2 separate regions of the Lactuca sativa genome follow, and region 1 is linked to region 2. Evidence: chromatin contacts called from public Hi-C data. All regions are on one chromosome and are shown on one strand. The core of a region is the stretch at or near the end of the contact, and the rest is flanking DNA. Distances in the headings are between cores, read along the strand shown. Region 1 holds the start of LOC111921669 (F-box/kelch-repeat protein SKIP30). Region 2 holds the start of LOC111921657.

Region 1 (2,903 bases), core at 103-2,602, 140 kb after region 2:
AGCATCAGGGAGACCTTCAATGAGAACTGACATTATTATTTGGAGTCAATGAATGATCTTGCAACCTGCAAACAATATTCAAAAGAAACAAAACCCTTCAATCAGGTAAGAAGAAAGTGTCAAATTATCTAGCTATACTTACACCCCGTTCCCGAGTTCAACTTAACGAGAGAAAGGAAAAGAAATGAGTGGAAATGAGAAGAAAATAAAAGAAATTGGTGTTCCCGAGTTTCATTAAAGGAGGGAAGTGGAGGGAAATGGGAGGATCACTTTCCCTCCTAACTTTCCTTCCGATTTGGGAGGATTTGGAAAGAAAGAACAAAATGATTCACTTTCTTTCCACTTCTCTCCAACTCGGGAACACGAAAGAAAATTTTGTTTTCCTTTCCTTTCTCTTCTTTTCTCACGTGACTTTCTTTTCTCTTCTTTTCTTTTCTTTTGTTAAACTTGCTTTTCTTTTCTTTTGTTAAACTTGGGAACGAGGTGTTAACTTGTTCTTCAAATCATTATGCTTAATTTGATTCAAATTTGGTCTTGGCCCTTTGTATCCAAGGATGACCTCCTTGTGTGGTTTTCTCTCATTGTAAGCATTCTAAGAATAATAAAAGTCTTTTGATTCAAATTTGGTCTTCTGGTATATATTTTGAACAAACTTTAAATACTGGAGTCTAGAGTGAATCGAATTGGGCATTGGATCAAACATTTACGACATAAAGAACAAAGTAAAGGTGTTTGCTAATGTATTATAATGTATGAGTAGATATAGATTGAGAAGCCGATTCGAAAATCCTAAAAAGTAAACCTTTGACACAAGTTATAATCTTGCAAATGAAACTAAGATCGTTGTAAAAGCTTGAGTAGGATTTACAATCAGCACACCCAAATCTTTCTTTCTGTTGGTGTTTATGAGTCCAGATTACACAATTGCTATCATCACAAAGCATCAAGATTTCAAATCATGCTACAAACCCCATAAAAATTACATGATAATCAATCAGCCAAATGCTAAATTGGTCCAAACAAACCAGATTTCCATATGCTTGAATCAAAATCGAGAACTCGTGTTCCCAATTGCAAGACAATTAATTTAATAATTCGGAGTTACAAAATCCAACAAATCTTGGTCAAACAACCAGCAACAATAATCGATATTCAAAAGAAAACACCGTAAATTTACCTTGAGAAACCAAGATTTGGGGCAGAGTTCTTCGTAATTTATCAAGAAATGGAGGCGAAGTGCCTGTGAAGACGAGGGCAAATTTTTTTTTTTTTTTTGTCGGTTTTCTTATTTTTGTTTTATATTAAGACGGGAGAAAGATAGACAGGAAGGGTACGGAAGTCGGAAACGATACATAAGGTTTTATTAGACGAACTCAATATATCACAAAATGGACAGAATTCCACAAAAGTATATTCCATAAAATGTTCTCTTATACATTATGTTCGGATAATTCTATTATTTTATATTCGATATTAAATTTATGCTCAATATTTATGTTGTTAAAATTGAGATCAATCTTGTTTAGATTTATTTTATATTTTGGAAGATCACAATTGGTATGGTTATCCTACAAAAAATTAACCACTATTTAAATTTAGTTGCAATGTCTTATTTGTGCAACACTTATTATACTTGATGTCGATTAAGACATTGATAATTAACTTTTTAAGCAATAATCATAATTCTTAGTCTTGCAAACCGTAAAAATTCGGAATAAAAAATCTTGAGCAAAAAAAAAAAAAAAAAAAAACAAGATCACTATGAGCATCTCCAAGAAAAGGCATAACATCGCAATGATAATAAGTATCTCCAAGAAAAGGCATAACATCGCAATGATAATAAGTGTCATGATGTTCTTTGGAATTCATGATTATTGGATGAAGTGATGATGACAACATTAATTCTTTTTTCAACCTGTGATGTTCGACTCAAATTGAAGTACAAATTGAAGTACGAATGTTTGAGACTTTGATTATAGATACAATAAAAAAAACTAAATATGTAAGATGGTATTGAGTTAAATCTTAATATCCTAATATGAATCTTGATTCATATAAATCTTAATGTGATCGATATCAATTTTCGTTGTAGGATCTTAAGATCAAAATTTAGATTTAGGGGGTTTTGATATACTTTTTAGAAATGATTGCAAAATTAATGTCACGAAAACCTTTGTTAGATAAGTTCCCTTTCAAAAATATAAAAAAATAAAAAAATTGTTTAGCTTATACTTTCATGCATAATTTGTCAATAAGATTTTTAAAAATATTAGCATATCTAATTTCAAAAATTAATTATAATTAAAAATATCAATTAATTTATTTTCATTAATTCAACATAATCGAGTTTACAGTTGAAGAAGACAATGTTTACCATAGAGTTACATGTGAGCTGGATTCTTGTCAGGCCAAGACGCTATTTCCATGTCTAACTGATAAAACTTGTTATTCGGGACACAGAAATAGGGATTCTCCCAAAACAAAGTAAAACTCTATAATTCTTATTCCATCAATAATCAAAAAGACATATCGAAACCCTATATATAAGTGTTACTAGATAATCCTACCATAAATTTAAAAGAGACTAATAGATATCCTAATTTTAAATAAAGATAGCTACTACCTAATTTGAATAAATAATTAAATAGTTACTAATTAGTCGATAATGTTGACCTAATCGGCGAGTCATATCATTACTCCCCTCCCAAACAAACGCCTTGTCCTCAAGGTGGAAATCTCAATTCTGTAACCGAATATTGCTGAAATTGTGGATAATATCCTAATTCCCTATAATTTCCTGTCTCGTCCTCGCTAAATTGATTTTCATTGATTATAACCGCTAATACCGTTGTGCGGGTCAGACCCTTGGGTTGCATCACCCTTACTAATGATTTGAGTGTTGG
Region 2 (2,771 bases), core at 45-2,544:
GGTTAGTATTAATGCAATAAATAGCAATGTACTTTTATTTATTCGTGTATTTTTATATCCTTTTGTTATAGCATTATATTTTTAATTTCTTTTCTTATTTCATGCATTTAACCTAACCTTTAAATTGCTATGGTTGTAGCAATCAGGGGCTTATAAGTACCCATTGCATTAACAAAGCAGGGTTGAGGCGAAAGCAAACCACATATACAAATTAGAGACAAAAATGGAAGCAAAATTGTACTTTTGCTTAGAATTTTCTAATTTTTTGGAGGTTAAATAATCATTTGATAGTAGCCACAACAAAATTGATTAGAGTAAAATAATATATATACCCTTATTCTATTTATTACTTTCTCATATAGCTACAACTTTCCAAATACCTAACACTGTGTCACTATCAAAAGGTGATGATTACAAACCTAAGTAGCAAAGGCTTGTTCTATTAGAGCTAATTATCTGATTCTGAATCTTCAATACCACCTGATCACTTTTAAGACTGAGCATTATGCACCAAATTGACTAGATTTTGATTGCTTTTTTGTATGATTGACAATGATTCTATCAATGTCAATAAGCTCCCAAATAAGATCATTATCATGAAAGAAACCATAAAGTAGCACCTAATGGATTAAAATTAATAAAAAAGACTTGAAAACCCAATGGAGAAGAAGATGATATCATCATAAGTAACAGAAGTATTCAGAAACATATAGCTTGAGGATCAGAAATCAGCAATTTCATCACATTTGACTCAAGAAACATAATAATAACTAGGTAAAATATTTCGATTACTGTACAAGAACAAATTGCCCTGTTTCGTTACCTTCATCCCAAAGATCTCCCTGATTTCCATCCAAATTAACATCTTTCGGCACAACAACTACAAGCTCTCCGTCGGTAAACGATGCAGTCGCAAGCTCCGGCTGCGTAGACGCCGGAAGCCGGAACCGCCACACGTCAAGCGCAAGCTCATTAACCGGATTTGCGCAACTATTAACCACTCGCCTCCCCCCTACAACGATTTTAGTAACGCCGGGGTAGATCTCGATCGTGTGAGCAGCAATATCGGTGCCGATGTCGTCGTCTGTATCGACGACAAATTTGAGCGAATCAGATGTTTCTTGGATGGAGACGTCGGCGTCGGAGTAAAAAGGGAGCTCCAGGACTTTGGCGAAGATATGAGGGAGTCGCCGGAGCTTCTTTTGCCGGCAAATAACGTCGGCGGCGTTGGATTGAGAGGCGAAATCGTATCGCACGGTGATGTTTCGCCTATTGGGTGTTGGGTGAACTTTCATGGTTCGTCGATCGGAGGAAAAACGAAACCCTAGTTGGAAAACAGGGAGATGCAAATCCCAAAATGGATTGGGGAAAACTGAGAGATGATCGATAATTGGTAAATGATGGTGTGTGTTCGTGGGATATACGTACAGAATTCTGTATCTATATGTGTGTGTGTTTGATTCCCCACGGATTTCGAGATGAGGTGAGAGAGTGTCTAAAACAAAAAAGGTGGATAAGTGTGTTTTATTTTATTCAACTTACCAAATTCTTTTAAAGAAATTATATGTTATGTGGTCAATTTCAATACGACATGAAAATCGCAGGTCAAGTTGAAATGAAGTAGATTTTTAAGAGATGAGGATTTAATAGAAAAAATAGGAAGATGACTGACTTACATTTCAGGAGATAGCAAGTATGTTCATGATAGTTTGTGAGAACTTTTATTTGTTAACATGTTAATTGCAAAAATAAAAGTAAATCACGTTCTTTATGTTTGGAGTAATTTGTATGTCTTGATGTTAATTTTTTTTTAATCTTAGATGATCCTCTAATTTAAAATATGTTACATACTTGTCTTCGAGTTAACATTTTGTATTGCTTCACAATTTTAACCTCTCGTGTGCCTTGCATTTACAAGTATTTTCATTTTTTTTCCAATTTGAGTGATCCTTTAATAACCCTAAGAATGGTCGTATGTCTCCTTCTGTAACACCCGCTTCATGTATGAAATAATCCATCATACTATAAGTCTTCATTCTGGGTGGCCACGACGTGACAATGTTTTCAAAGATTGCGGGATTTAAAAGACCCATCATGGCGTGGCCATAGATGTCATGACGTGACAATTGATTTTAATAAAACCATAATTTTCGGGCTTTACACCTTATTTAAAGGAATAAGGAGGCGAGGGTTTATTCACCATCAACCTCCATCACTCTCAAACCCTCAGAAACCATAACCCTTATGTTATTGAAGCTCTTAGAGCTCATTTGCTAGCTTTTGGTGATTTTGAAAGAAGTAGAGGAAGATTTTGTGCAAGAGACCAGCAAAACACTCCCCAACTTCTGAAAGCATCTTGTTGGACATTTTGTAAGGATCTTGATCTAGTTTTTATCTTTTCCTTAGAGATCTAAAGTTATTTTGATTAATAAACTCTTTCATTGGATTTTGAGTGGAGCAAAGAGATAAAGTTTGCAACTTATGACTCTTAGGAGTCCCGATGACCTTATATTTCATAGATCTAAGAATTTGTTGTGATTTGGAAATCTTGCATGAGATTTGGGTCCCCTTTTCCTCTTTTGACCTAGATTTGAGGAAGGACATGCATGGGGCATGCATGTCCATAAAGTTTACATTTTTAGAGATCAATAGTACCCCTAAATGCTTTTTGGAAAGTTTGGACACGTATCTTATGTGATTAAGGACTTAATGGATGAGTTGAACATCTTAAATGGCCTTTAAAACCTAGGTTTTGAGATCTTGTCTTAATG

What was found. A called contact is a pair of places that touch in the nucleus more often than the background predicts.
Region 1: a Hi-C map of leaf shows a contact between it and region 2, with 4 times the contacts expected there. The contact joins the promoter of LOC111921669 here to the promoter of LOC111921657 in region 2. A contact is called at or near these places in 2 of 4 Hi-C or Micro-C datasets (leaf and seed).

What each region holds. Positions count from the first base shown.
Region 1 is chr9:8,593,070-8,595,972 of Lsat_Salinas_v11, forward strand. It overlaps LOC111921669 (F-box/kelch-repeat protein SKIP30), which reads right to left and starts at 1,353. Exons shown (of 2, transcript XM_023917250.3): 1 at 1,178-1,353; 2 at 1-65. The coding sequence starts at 33.
Region 2 is chr9:8,448,830-8,451,600 of Lsat_Salinas_v11, forward strand. It overlaps LOC111921657, which reads right to left and starts at 1,295. Exons shown (of 1, transcript XM_023917238.1): 1 at 789-1,295. The coding sequence starts at 1,295. The coding sequence ends at 789.